2 separate regions of the Mus musculus genome follow, and region 2 is linked to region 1. A link is a contact called in public promoter capture Hi-C data. All regions are on one chromosome and are shown on one strand. The core of a region is the stretch at or near the end of the contact, and the rest is flanking DNA. Distances in the headings are between cores, read along the strand shown.

The links. Promoter capture Hi-C pulls out the DNA fragments that hold promoters and counts their contacts.
Region 2: a promoter capture Hi-C map of liver shows a contact between it and region 1, with 5 times the contacts expected there. The contact joins the promoter of Cyp2c68 here to the promoter of Cyp2c55 in region 1. A contact is called at or near these places in 7 of 39 promoter capture datasets (embryonic stem cells, hippocampal neurons, liver and 1 more) and 1 of 9 other capture datasets (macrophages).

The regions. Positions count from the first base shown.
Region 1 is chr19:39,002,144-39,009,875 of GRCm38.p6, reverse strand. Cyp2c55 (cytochrome P450, family 2, subfamily c, polypeptide 55) reads right to left here and starts at 2,857. Exons shown (of 9, transcript NM_028089.3): 1 at 2,663-2,857. The coding sequence starts at 2,830. It also overlaps the pseudogene Cyp2c52-ps.
Region 2 is chr19:39,738,537-39,746,268 of GRCm38.p6, reverse strand. It overlaps Cyp2c68 (cytochrome P450, family 2, subfamily c, polypeptide 68), which reads left to right and starts at 5,168. Exons shown (of 9, transcript NM_001039555.2): 1 at 5,168-5,395; 2 at 6,731-6,893; 3 at 7,067-7,216. The coding sequence starts at 5,228.

The sequences.
Region 1 (7,732 bases), core at 1,608-4,107:
CCAAGAGCCTGAGAACCCCACAGCCCCAGCCATAGCAGGCCCGGGACCCCCAAACCAGCTCCAGCTTTCCCATGCCTCAGACTGCACTTTCCCACCCCCAGAGTTCCCACCCCCAGAGTGGTATCTCAGTGCTTCCCTACAGCCTGAAGGTAGCATGGGCCTCCCCAAGCAACTATGCCCAAGGGTGGAGTGGACTTGGGCTCACAACCCTACAGATTTTCTGACCTGATAAGGAATAGAATGATAACAGCAGGAATATTTAAGGCTCACAGTGAGAAGCTGAAAATTCTATTGTATTGACCTTGGTGGAAGGAATAGGGAGTCTTTTGGATGGGGACAGATATCTTATATTTCAGCAATTATTTCTGTTAGCTTGTGGCTATGTTTCCCATGGTACTGTGAAGTATACAAAGGCTAAGGAAAACAAACTTGCCTCAAGGCTGGTGGGATATTGAGCTGCAGCCCTTCCAATTCTAAATCTTAACTTTGAATCTTTTTTCTGCTTTCCTATAATCATGCTCACTTCCCCCTCAGAAGCTGTTCGACTTCAAGCTAGCAGACTAGCACAAACCAGTCCCCTGTGTCCACACTGAAACAAATACTTAACTCTGAAGGACTTTGCTTCAGGATTCTGCTGAGCTCTTCTCACAGGGTCACTCGGTCACCCTATGATAAGTACTGAAAACTTATCATTTGAAAACTCTCCCTAGGAAGCTGCCAGGAGTCAATGTGGGTGACCTTAGCTGAAATGCCCAACAGTGGGACAATCACCTCCAGGAAACAGACAGGACCCCCAGTGGAGGAATGGGGACACCAACCCACCTTCAAAATTTTTGACTCAGAATTGGTCCTATCTAAAAGAAATGCAGGGACAAAAAAATGCAGCAGAGACTGACGAAATGGCCAAACAGAGACTGACCCAACATGAGACCCATCCTATGAACAGGCATCAATCTCTGACACTATTAGTGATACTATGTTGTGCTTGCTGACAGGTGCCTAATATAACTTGAGAGTCTCTCCTAGCAGCTGACTGAGACAGATGCAAGTACTTACAGCCAAGCATTGGATTGAGGTCAGAGACCCCTATGGACGAGCTAAGGGAACGATTGAAGGTCCTGAAGGAGATGGCAACCGCACAGGAAGACCAACAGTGTCAACTAACCTGGACCCCTGGAAGCTCCCAGAGACTGAGACACCAACCAAAGAGCATATACCAGTCAGTGGCCCAGGCACATATGTAGCACAGGGCTGCCTTGTCTGGCCACCATGGGAGAGGACGCACCAGGGTGAGGGTATACCTGGGGGTGGGGGGCACCCTTTCAGAAGTAAATGGGAGGGAGCATGGGGGAGGAATTCTGTCATCAGGGACCGAGAACAGGGTAGCATTTGGGATGTTAATTAATTAATTAATTTTAAAATATTGTCATATTACTAAAATCAGAGAAATCTCTCTCTAGTTGAGTGTGATGCCAGGCTGTCTGCAATCCTGATATAAGTGACTAAAGAACAGGCAGCAGGCAGAACAGCACATGCAGCATCCCACAGGACAATCTCTCTCTTTTTTTTTTTTTTTTTTTGAATTTTCAGTGTTCTATTTATTTATTTATTTATTTTTTCCATTTTTTATTAGGTATTTAACTCATTTACATTTCCAATGCTATACCAAAAGTCCCCCATACCCACCCACCCCCACTCCCCTACCCACCCACTCCCCCTTTTTGGCCCTGGCGCTCCCCTGTACTGGGGCATATAAAATTTGCGTGTCCAATGGGCCTCTCTTTCCAGTCATGGCCGACTAGGCCATCTTTTGATACATATGCAGCTAGAGTCAAGAGCTCCGGGGCACTGGTTAGTTCATAATGTTGTTCCACCTATAGGGTTGCAGATCCCTTTAGCTCCTTGGGTTCTTTCTCTAGCTCCTCCATTGGGAGCCCTGTGATCCATCCATTAGCTGACTGTGAGCATCCACTTCTGTGTTTGCTAGGCCCCGGCATAGTCTCACAAGAGACAGCTACATCTGGGTCCTTTCGATAAAATCTTGCTAGTGTATGCAATGGTGTCAGCGTTTGGATGCTGATTATGGGGTGGATCCCTGGATATGGCAGTCTCTACATGGTCCATCCTTTCATCTCAGCCAGGACAATCTCTTACATGCTGCTCATCCACAGCTCTGGCAGCAGCTTTGCACAGAAACACTGAGGCCCCACTGGACCTTACTAGTTCTCTTTCTTTCACATAAGTTTATGTTGACTCGGACTCCTTGATATCAGACATAACTTGTTTCCTTGAAGAAATGTAATTATTTTGGTTAGCTAACCTAAAGATAATACGCAACATGTACGTAGATGATGTCTCCAGTAAATACTAAAAATAATTCCAATACTTTTTATCTTATGCAAAAATTGCAGCTAAGAATCATGAAACAGTGAAAGAGTCACTGTTCTCTCTGCTATATGGATTTTACCTTACAGTGTAAAAATGATTATCCTGGACAAATATGTTATCTCTCTTAATCATTTCTACAATGAGAAACCAAATGTGAAAATCCACAGTGCACATTTGCCATATGATGATATAGTTTAACCCCAGAAATGTACTTATTTAACAGCAGAGAATAATTCTTACTTTTCAACCACTATATAGCAAGAAGGATACTTACATAGTTGAAGGATTTGCTGATGTTCTTTATATCTATCTGAAGGATGTTTCCAATAATTGGGAAAGGGGTGGGGCCAGGAGGGAGCTTCCCTCTCCCAGAGTTTTGTCTCCAGAGGGAGAGGAGAAGCAGACAGGAGAGAGTGAGCACCAGGACCAGGACTGGATCCATGGCAGCTTTCTCTTCTCAGGGAGACTCCTGTGAGCTTGCAGCCCAGGGCTTTTATAATGCTAGCTGCCAACTTAACAGTGCTTCTGAGACCTAAGTGACCAATCAGTTATGTGCAGTTTTATCTTCTGAATGGACTCTGGCCTGCAGCAAACATGAAAAGAAGCTGCTCTTTTCAATCTCCTGGGAGGAGATTTTACCAACCATGGTGAGCTAGTCTGGAGTTGGACTTAACCCAGATATTGTTATGAGTCTTTTATTGTTATTGTTGTGCTTGTTTTTAATGTGGAGTAGGGCAGATTTCAATACCTTCATAGTTCCAGTTACATCTTGAAGCCTGAATTAAGCTGCAGTGAAATAAATATGTGTTCATGTGTGCATCTTGGTGTGCATGCATTTGAGTTCATACGCATGTGTCTGTGGAGGCTAGAGATCGACTTTTGGTGTCTTTCTCGATTCCACCTCTCTCTCTCTCTCTCTCTCTCTCTCTCTCTCTCTCTCTCTCTCTCTCTCTCTCTCTCTCATTGATACAGGATTCCTCAGTGAAGCAAGAGATCTTCACTGAGGTTGCAGACATGTACTACAGAGCCCAGCTTTTACGTGACTACATGACTATTGGAGGAACTGAACTCCGGTCTTCGTGCTTGCACAGTGTATATTTTACCAACTGAGCTATTTTCCCAGAACCTGAAGTAAACTATTTGTGCAAAAATCATTCCAGCACTATACTGTTGACCGGCTGGGAATTTAGGATGTTGAAGGCAAGCCATGTATTTTATACCTAGTCTATAAAATACTATTTAGCCAGTGATGCTTCTCAAAACCTAGGGTAGTCTCCTTGAGACTGAAAATCTTATGCAAGATTTCAGCATTCTGTACCAATCTTAGAGTTGCCTAAAGAGGAAACAGGTACTATAACTCATACATCTATGATTTGGTTTCTTCCCCGCTGGGTATCTCAGACTGTCCACAGACTCAGGACCCTACTGCATCTGCCTCATATGTAGGCCACCACTTGGGAAATATGCACATTTTAGCTTACCCATCATGTGCCAAGTAATTAACTAAGTAAATATGTATATTTTACTGTTAAATTCCCTCTTTAAAAAAAAAACACTTAAAGCAGGAAGTTTTGTTTCTAATTTTTTATGGGTAAAGGAAATCTGGGAGCATACCATACATGTTATATATTGTACCTCGTACATGGAAAAACTTAGCTTTGAGATAAGATCTGTTGGCCTTTGCGGTGACCTATGCCTTGCACTGAAGCTATCCAGAGGGCAAACAAAATCAACCCCCCATCTTTAATTACTCCAAATGTACAGCTCCCTGATTTTGTTCCTAGGACATCAGCTTCACACAACACAGAAGTCCTTATTTGACTCTGATGTACTCAGGAGAACAAAAACAAAAACAAAACAAAACTGAGCAAATGTCACCTCTGCAGAGACAAGGAGGAAGAGTTAGGCAATGTTCTACCCATCTTTGACGGAATTTTGATAGTTTCATTTCCAGAGGTTTCACACCAAATGTATCCCTATGGAGTCCCTCAATTAGCTTTGCCCATCATGATAAAACCCTTTCTTTTTCAGAGCTGAGGAAGCTGGGCCTTAGAGAGTCACACAGACTGAGGGTAGTACAGTTAAGCTGGAACCCAAGTCCCCTGTACCTTACACTCTTCTCTTCAGGCTTCAGTTCAACTGGGTTCACCAGGATCAACTATGCCCTGAGAGTCAATATTTCATGACTCAGGCTGTGACTTTCAAATAAAAATGAGTTTAGTTAATAATTACACTACCTGTGGATTAAAATCTGTGTCAGAAGTTTACTATATAATACTTATTGCCTGAGTGAATACAGGTGAATTCTTTATCGAGGGCAAAGAGAAGCAGCTATATGGTACCTGACTCACATAACCCTAAAATCTAATAGCTGTAAAACATAGTTATCTCCCTGTAGAACAATCATGTTTTTCTTTTTTCTTTAAATTGGATACTTCATTTATTTACATTTCAAACGTTATCCCCTTTCCCAATCCCCCCCCCCAGAAACTCCCTATCCCATCTCCCCTCCTCCTGCTTCTATGATGATGTTCCCCCACCCAACCACCCACTCCCACCTCCTACTCTTACATTCCCCTACACTGAGGCATCGAGCCATCACAGGACCAAGGGCCTCTCCTCCCATTGATGCCTGACAAGGCCATTCTCTCCTACATAAACGGTTGGAGCTATGGGTCCCTCCATGTGTACTCCTTGGTTGGTAGTTTAGTCCATGGGAGCTCTGGTTGGTTGATATTATTGTTCTTCCTATGGAGTTGCAAATGCCTTCAGCTCCTTGGGTCCTTCTCTAACTCCTCCATTGAGGACCCTGTGCTCAGACAGCATCCACCTCTCTATTTGTCAGGCTCTGGCAGAGCTTCTCAGGGACAGCTTTATCAGGCTCCGGTCAACAAGCACTTCTTGGCATCCACAATAGTGTCTGGGTTTGGTGACTGTATGTGGGATGGATCCCCAGGTGGGACAGTCGCTAGTTGGCTTTTCCTTCAGTCTCTGCTCTACACTTTGTTTCTGTATTTGCTCCAGTGAGTATTTTGTTCCCCTTTCTAAGAAGGACCGAAGCACCCACACTTTGGTCTTCCTTCTTCTTGAGCTTCATATGGTCTGTGAATTGCGTTTTGGGTATTCCGAGCTTTTGGGTTATCTTGGTCCCTTTCTGTATAAATTTTTATGAAAACAAATATGGCCTCTTGAGACTTTGTTTTCTTTACTTCTTCCTTGAATTATGCCATAAGAAAGACAGTCTATGGCCAACAAGTGCGTGCTGACAGGAGCCTGATATAGCTGTCTCCTCAGAGGCTCTGCCAATGCCTGACAAATACAGAGGTGGATGCTCTCATCCAACCATTGGACTGAGCACAGGGTCCCCAGTGGAGAAGCTAGAGAAAGAACTGAAGGAGCTGAAGGAGCTTGCAGTCCCATAGGAGGAACAACAATATGAACCAACCAGTACCCCCAGAGTTCCCAGGGACTAAATCACCAACCAAAGAGTACCCATGGCTCCAGCTGCATATATAGCAGAGGATGGCCTTGTTGGACATTAAGGGGAAGAGAGGCCCTTGGTCCTGAGAAGGCTCAAAACCCCAGTATAGGGGACAGGGACAGGGAAGCAGGAGTGGGTGGGTTGGTGAACAGAGGGAGGGGGGATGAGATAGGGGGTTTTTAGAGGGGAAACCAGGAAAGGGGATAACATTTGAAATGTAAATAAAGAAAATATTTAATAAAAAATGTAAATGAAAAAAAATTAATAAAAAAAGAGAAATAAAGGAAGGAAGGAAGGAAGGAAGGAAGGAAGGAAGGAAGGAAGGAAGGAAGGAAGGAAGGAAGAAAAAGAAAGAGGAGGGGAGTCTAAGAACTGGTCCAAAATTTGTTTTTATTTAGCACATGCAGGAGACAGATAATTCTGAATTGTCATATTCTAAAGATTTTGCTGTTTATAGTGAAAACATAGTATTAACAGTAACTAAGCCATTAAAGTATCAGCACTTACTATGTAAGTATTGCATGGGAGTGTCACAAAATACAGGAAACAGGGAGAGAAACTGTGTATTGACTCTGGCAACTCTGCTCAATGAGGTTTGATATTCACTGGATAGGAAGGAAATGGAGAAATGTGACTGAAAGCCACTATTGTACCAATAATGAAGTAGGCAGGACCCTCAGAGGAGACACTACAGATGAGACCATAGAGAGTCTGCCCTTTACACAGGAATAAAACGAGCCTGGTACAAAGGGGGCACATGGCCAAATCCACTGACAACTGGTGTTGTATCAATGTCCTTTACATCAACCAGAGGCTTCAAGTTAAAATTCTGTAAAATGATGGTGAAGAACAGAAACAGCTCCATGCCAGTCAGGCCTTCTCCTGCACACATCCGCTTTCCTGTAATAGCAAAGAAAAGAAAAAAGGGGGGAAAGATTTGTTCCTGAATCATCTGTGAGTTGACATGGAGATGCATAGTAGTCAATGAGTTGTTCAGTATGTGGATAGAAGACACCCATATCACGGTCCCAGCCCCAGAAACAACTCCATTCACCCATCTCCAACACCATAAAGTTGAAAGCTTCAAGCTCCCATTGACGAAGCACTGTTCTGACACTCCCTTAGGAGCTATGGCCTCTGCTCTTTATGAGTCTTGTGATCCCAATAGAGTCTTACCCTCTGTGAGTTTCCTCATCATATACAAGATTCTACATAGCAGAGATTGTTTGAATTCTATGCTTTCTTATCTTTTGCCACCTTGCCAAAGTGAGTGCCTTAAAAGGAAGGGCTCTTTATACACATCTTGATTTGTACTAGTAGTCTACCACCAGCATAAGAATCAAACCCTATAGCAAAATGTGTAAGTGACACCATGCACATATAATGGAGCACTAGGGTTGGACATTCAAGGTATAGAATCATAGTAAAGGAAACTGTAGGGGCTCTGGAATCACTGTGCAGTGTCCCTCTACATGCCCAAGGTCTTTCCCAGCCTGCATTTGCTCAGCAGGTTTTGGCCTCCTGCATTGACAGAAAATGTCCCCTCCTGTACTTTATTTTCTCTGTATGGTACCCTGCCTCCTCTTTTCCTAATTCCTTGATCCCTATGAGACAACCACCTTTCCTCTGACCCCTTAGGGTAATTCTGTTTGGCTGTGAAAGAAGATCTGAGCAACTTCCCTCTGACTGCCTCGCTCTCTCAGCACTAATCCAACCAGATTACAGTGTCCTGTTGACTCACCTACTTCCCTAACTCAGATTGAGTCTCTGCGGAGCCTGTTATATTTTCTAGGACACTTGCATTCCCAAAGCTGTCTGGAAGACAAGGATACCACAGAGGGTATACTCAAAATGTGAAATTAG
Region 2 (7,732 bases), core at 3,919-6,418, 730 kb before region 1:
CTCTCCTCTCCTCTCCTCTCCTCTCCTCTTCTTTTCTTTTCTTTTCTTTTCTTTCCTGCTTATAAGAGGCAGCTTGTCAAACCAGGATTAAAACCCCAAATTCTCTAACAGCTTCTGGCAAGCATCCAAAACTTCCAATTTATTTAATGTGAGGGCAATTCACTGATAAACCACACAATCTCTGTACACTAAATGTCTCAAATAGCCTAAAAGTTTACCATGCTGAATCTTTTTTGAAGCCACCATCAGCCCACACTTAGTCAAACATTTACAGCCAACTGCAAAACCTGCTCTGCCTGGTCTCCACTTTTTGCCACCAAACTTTTTGCCACCAACAAAAACACCACCCACAAAATGAATTATATATGTTTGAGAAAATTATTTCCTAACTTCCAATAAAGCAATATCTACGAATTTTTGGCACAATGTAGGATTGGGAAGTTGTAAATAAGGTAACAGTAAGAATTGAGCTATATTTTGACTTTTATGAAGTCTCTTTTTAGACTTTAGTCATAACTTTTAATTTTACCTAAAATATCAGAATCCACAACTTGAAGTTTTTCTTATACCTGGGGCTGTGTCCTATAACAAGGTCCACAGTTCCTGAATGGGGCTAAAAGGCTGTCCCTTATCTAGTTTTTTTTTTTTTTTTTTTTTTTTTTTTTGTCTTACATGCTTCTTTAGTGAGCAAAGTCCCATCTTTATGGGACTTTGATTTACAATCATTCCTCCAAGGTTCTCTCCACCACAGCATGGGCAGAGGCCTTTCTCGTTTCCTGGGGGATTTTTACAATACTTCCTCAGGTGTTCTGGTTTTTACAACTGAAACATGCAGCTTTCATTCCCCTGAGAATGCTTTTCATTCTTACAGGTGTTCTTAAAATTGGTGCCCAGTTTCTCTCCATCCATCACTACAGTGTAGGCCTTTACTACAGCTGGTGAGTCATCTAAACATGTTTTAATGTCAGACTGCCCCATGGTAAAAAAAAACTTACTAAACCTCAAAATGATTAGCATTTATTAACTGATCTGCAGCACTGAAACGAGATCCTATCCTTGCTTGAGAAATGAAGAAGAAAAAGGAAAAGAAAAGAAAAGAAAAGAAAAGAAAAAAGGAAAGAAAAGAAAAAGCGATAAAGACTTACCTGTCCCAAAGTCCCTGTTCGAAGGTGCCAGCTGCCACAGACTAACCTCTATTGGGTCTCCTATCTGTGGGGAACAGGTTTCTGGTTGCAGGTGAACAAGGGTTGGAGAGAATTGACAAGAGAGACACAAACTCAAAGGAGAGCTGAATCTGAATGTATTTTGTCCAAAGGAACACCAGACATTTAATACTGAAGAAAAACAAGAAAACAAGGTGATCAGATCTGCCAAGTTACATTGACACAAAACAAAAAAGAATGTATACATAAAAGATGGCAGGAGCCAGGTCGCATTTACCACTGAGAATAGGATTGTTCCTTTAATTAAAAAGGTCCGCTAAACACAGAAGCCAGGTGAATGTTCTGATGCAATGCTAGTCTATTGTTAGACCCACCACCAGGGGTTCTTTAGTAAATACCTGATTATGCTATTGTTCTGGGCCTAGTGAAAAAATCTGCACCAGGGGAATTGCCTTCCAATAACCCCTCCACGTGATAATCCACCTATTTCCTAGACCATTGTGTATTCTTGTGTGTGGGTGTGACTTGGCTATTGTCCTAAGTAATTACTATGCAGACTAGCCAAGAGCTTTTTAAAGCTCTGTACATTGTAATGCCTAATTAGTTTCACTGTCTCCACTAGAAGTGAATTTGAATGTTATTGAATAAGTAACATTCTTAACTGAATTCCAAGCTCACCAACTGCTTCAAGGATTTTCTAGGAACCATTGGACAACTGGTGGAGGCTTAGCTATATGTCAAAATTAATCCTTAAGGCAGCTATAATAAAAAAATACTGAAAGAGAGCACATAGATCCATACCAGACTAATGCAGGGACAGGGTTTGGGTATATAGGCTATTGGAATGCCAAGGTTCCAGGAGGCTGTTTCCTTGAAACTCTTTGCCTCCTGACTGCTTCCAGGGTTTTAGGCCTACCAAGCAGACTGCACTGGACTGGATGTAGCAACTAGTAATTGAAAGCTGCCAGAAATAGGAATCTGGGTATCCTTATAAGTATGTCCCCTATAAGATGAAACACCATACAGCCAAGAGTACATACTAGACTTGATGGGTTAAGGAAGAGAAGGCAAGATTGGTGATATGAGAAGTAGGGAAGGAGGAAATCAAAATCTAATGTACAAAATTCAAATAATTAAGAAATATGTTAAAGATTGCCATGGTTAAATGGATATGCTGTTTTCACTCTAGGAAATAAAAAGTTTGTACAAATTCTCATTGTAAGAATTGGATAAATGGAGAAAGAACAACCATTCTTTTGGATGTAAAATAATTCTGCTTTTTAAAGAAATATACTGAGCATGTTTCTTCAATATAAATTGTTCATAAGTGGGAAATTTTAGAGCAAAATGTGTCAGTCACAAACTACTACTTATTCTGTTATAGGTAATGGAGATTTCCAAAATGTTGGGTCACTAATGTTGTATAAATTATGAAAAGCAAACTGTTATAAAATGTATGTTCTAAATCATGAGCATGTTATTGAGCAACTCTTTATTTATTTTGATTCTTAATGAATATAGTCATTGTGAACCTTAGGACAAAGTCAGCACTGTAGACTGATACAACTGAATGGAATATATTTATTCAAGAAAAGATATGGGACACATTGGTATGGCCTAGAGCCCCAATCTAATCACTGGAGTAACCAGTTTTGTCATGGTTTTGAACCACTAAGGCCCAGCTTCTCATCTTCATGTGTAAAAAATTAGCCACAGCAATGAAAGTGGAACAAATATAAAAAAATAAGAGAATAATAATTGACAGAACCACTTTTATAACTCTTAATTAAATGTGATGTAAGCCAGTATTAAGAAGAGAACTTCTTATACTGAGCACATTTTTGCGTACCTACTTAGTCTAATCTGAGCCAATATAATGATATCTTTACAGAAGGAGACTTTCCTTGAACAATGCCATTACTGCTCAAATAATAAATGTCATTCTTCTGGAATTTAAGTACTGGAAATGTATGCTTCTACTTATTTAATTCTGCATACTTTGGTCATTTTGTAGTACAATTTTGACATCCATAGAACATACATGTTCCATTACTGCTTCACATTTAATAAACCTTCATTATAGTGGACCAACTATTTATTTATGATTATTATCAATGGGATCATTAAATGAACACAAGAAATGTCTCTGAAGTGCTTCAAATTCTAGAAGATAATCTTTCTCAAGAATTTTCATTTATTGTCATCTGTTCGGTTATGCTGAGATAGCCTCATTTCTTAAATGATGATAAGTGGAGAATCCTAAAAACTGTAAAGCCAGTGGGAGTATCTGCAACTACAGGGTAATCACATTGAATTCTAAATTCTTCCAGCAATGTGTTGTGAGACATTTATAGTTCTTATTTTACAGTGATGACAATATAAAGGATAAAAGAAAGGAGGGAAGGAAGGGAGAATGAGAGAAAGAGAGAGGAAGAGAAAGCAAACAAGCAATCAGGAAAGAATGGAAGATGAAAGAAAGAAAGAAAGAAAGAAAGAAAGAAAGAAAGAAAGAAAGAAAGAAAGAAAGAGAGGAAGGATAGAAAGAAGGAAGGAAGGGAGGGAGGGAGGGAGGGAGGGAGGGAGGGAGGGAGGGAGGAAGGAAAAGAAAGAAAGAAGGATAAGTCTAGATCTTCCATTGAATTTCACAGTGGCAAAAGCCATATAGATTTTCCTAGATATCAACTTAATATGTTTTCTTACTAAAATGTGTGTTACTAATGTAAGGCATTTTTGTCTTTTTTCTTAGCCGTGTTGCTCATAGCATATATGAAAGTTTTATTGCATTTATAATTAAGCATATGTCCATATGTTTATATTAGCAATAACCAATTTAAATACAGAGTTAAACATGCATGTACCAGAGACCTGGGAGGTGAGAGACTCTCAGGACTCAAAGGTAGGTACAGTAGATGAAATTCCTGACAATAAGGGGAGGGAACTTATAGAGCCCACCTCTAGCAGGAAGACAGGGCATCAAATGAGGGAGAGGGGCGCCATCCCACAGCTACAACTGGGACACATAATTGTTCCTGTCTGAAAGAATTACAGGGATAGAAATGGAGAGCATCCTGAGGAAAAGAAGGTCCAGCCACAGGCCCAAAGTGAGATCCAGCTGAAGGGGAGGTCCCAAGGTCTGACAATATTACTGAGGCTATTGAGCACTCACAAAAAGGGACATAGCATGACCGCACTCCAGAAGACCCAACAAGCAGCTGAAAGAGTCAGATGCAGATATTTGTACCCAAGCAATGGGCAGAAGCAGCTGACCCCTGTTGTTGAATTAGGGAAGGCTGAAAGAATCTGAGCAGAAGGGCAATCATGTAGGAGGACAAGCAGTGTCATTTAATCTGGATCCCCTAGATCTCTCCACCAAATAGACCACCAAACATTGGACCACCAAACAGACAGCATACACCAGCTGACATGAGCCCCTTAGCCCACATACATTAGAGAACTGCTGGGTCTGTGTTCACTCAGAGATGATGCACCTAACCCTCAAGGGACTAGAGAATCCAGGGAGTTTACAGGTCAGGTGGGGTAGGGCTCGGGATATCCATGTGGAGACAGGGGTCGGGAGGAAATATGGGATGTGGATTATCGGAGGGTGGACGGGGCAGGGGATAAAATATGGAATGAAAAAAATAAAATAATTAATTTTAAAAAGATAAAAGAAAAAAACCATGTGTTAGAAAGTGAATAAGGAAATTATATATGTTGTTTTTGATACAGAAGAAAAGAAGAAATTGACATAATTTTAGTACAATCTCATAACTTTTACAAATTAACTCAAGTGTATTTCAAGTTTTGAATGATTATTATTTATCAGCCTTACTTGTCACAACTCAACAAAATTAAAACCCACATGTCTTACAGGCACGCTACAAAAATGACAATGTTAAAAGTGCTTGTTTTTTCTTATCATTGAAACAAAGTCCAATTGGAAGAGAGTTAAACAGTAACTAGTTGATTGTACAAAGATGACCAAACACAAATATTGATTTTGCGAATGCACTACAAAGTGTCTGGAGTGCCTGATCATACCAGTGTCAGTAAGAAGGGTCTCCATGGATCCATTTGTAGTCTTGGTGCTTTGTCTGTCCTTTCTGCTTCTCCTGTCACTGTGGAGACAGAGATCTGCAAGAGGGAACCTCCCTCCTGGACCCACTCCTCTCCCAATTATTGGCAATTACCACCTGATAGATATGAAGGACATTGGCCAGTGCCTTACTAATGTAAGTATGCCTTATGTTCTTCAGGTACATTTCAAATCGAGATAGAAGTCTTGCTACTTTCATAAAATTCTATTAGTGGAGGAAATATTGTGGAAATGAATATGGTGTAAAAAACTAAAATGTTCAATATTTTCTTCTGACTTTTGCTTCTAGTTCTGATCAGAAAATTAGTAATGCTCTAAGTTTCAGATTGAAGTACCTGAAATGCAGGTAATTATATACACATTTTTTTAAACAAATTGGGTAATTATATACTATTTTTACACACATTTTCTATTATTTTGACTGAAGGTGAAGAGTAGGGAAATTTTCATAAAACGAATCTGAATTTTAGACATGCATTGTTCTTGGATTTGACATTAATTTTGTACTCTGAAGAATTTATTGGTTTCTGAATTGCAGTAAATACAATGTGCATGAGCTCATACATGAAATAAAAAATCATAGTGGGAGTTTGCATCTGTCGTATTTTCCCCATCAACATTTTCTATTATTTTGACTGAAGGTGAAGAGTAGGGAAATTTTCATAAAACGAATCTGAATTTTAGACATGCATTGTTCTTGGATTTGACATTAATTTTGTACTCTGAAGAATTTATTGGTTTCTGAATTGCAGTAAATACAATGTGCATGAGCTCATACATGAAATAAAAAATCATAGTGGGAGTTTGCATCTGTCGTATTTTCCCCATCAACTTTTATTCCATTCATAGCCTGTGACTTGGACCTAGGATGCTGATTAGCAAGAATGTGGTTTTTCTGTGATGCTTCATACTATGGTACAGTTTGTATAATACCTACTCTATGTACATTTGTAACAATAGATAAGAATGGAAATCAAATATTTTTGGTAATCTAAGGTTTTAGTTTTCTAGTCTTTATCACAGGGCTCTCTTAGGTTTAACAAGAAGTGTTCCCAGCTGGTTCTGCAGCGTTCTTCTGACAATTTAAATCCATTTCAGTATGGAGTTATCATGAGAGTGATGCTCAAGTATCCAATAATGAATAAGTAGGATGTACTTATTTTCAATACAATCCTGTAAATAAATGTGGATATTTTACGTTAGTATATTTGTGTACTATGAAGAACAGATCAGATCTTAGTGTGATAAATCTTTGGTTTTAGTGTGTCAACAGCCTGAAAGATTTTCTGGCATACTGTAAGCCATGAATACCTGATAAACATCATAATGTACAGAATTATACACTTTAAACAGGTTTTCTGACTAAAAATATCATAATCCAATACGATAATTAAACTAAATAGATTGACTCTATTGAAAATACAATGACTTTTGTTTTTTACTAATATTTATGTTTGCTATTTCTTTCCAGTTTTCTAAAATATATGGCCCTGTGTTCACTCTGTATTTTGGCTCACAGCCTATTGTGATATTACATGGTTATGAGGCAATGAAAGAAGCCTTCATTGACTATGGAGAAGAGTTCTCTGGAAGAGGAAGGATTCCGGTTTTTGACAAAGTTTCTAAAGGAAAGGGTAAGTGTGTGTGTGTGTGCTTATGTGTATACTGGGCAGTTTCCAGAGCAAGCTGAAAGGTGGAGAGTAGAGGTCATGCTTGCTTGTCAGGCATAGGTTTGGGCTCTATAAAGCTACCACCTGTTAGCTCCTTTTGTGTCTGGGATTTCCAGTGTCTGTTCAAATTTCTTTAGGCATTGGTTTTAGCCATGGAAATGTATGGAAAGCCACAAGGGTCTTCACAGTCAATACCTTGAGGAACTTGGGCATGGGAAAAAGGACCATTGAGACCAAAGTGCAAGAGGAAGCACAGTGGCTCATGAAGGAACTGAAGAAAACAAATGGTAAGTTCAGGTCAGATTCTCCTTTTATATCTTGGTCTATGCATGGCTGTGTATGAGTCATGTTGTTTCTATCTTTTTCTAAGAATATTATTCTAATGAGATGTCATGAGTATAGGTACCATGATAATTTTAGTGCATTATAAGCCATAAATTTCCCTGATCACAAATGTCACTTGTTCTTTGAATACCAGAATGAGAGGGTGATTATCAGTGATAATGGTTACCATGTAAAAGTAAGGAGCATAGACCATGTAGTACTGGTTTTCTTTCTTTCTCTTTCTCTCTCTCTCTCCCCTTCCTTCCTTCTATCCTTCCTTCCTTCCTTCCTTCCTTCCTTCCTTCCTTCCTTCCTTCCTTCCTTCCTTCCTTCCTCCCTCCCTCCCTCCCTCCCTCCCTCCCTCCCTCCCTCCCTCCCTCCCTCCCTCCCTCCTTTCTTTCTTTCTTTCTTTCTTTCTTTCTTTCTTTCTTTCTTTCTTTCTTTCTTTCTCTCTGGCAATGGATAGCACCTGTTCACTG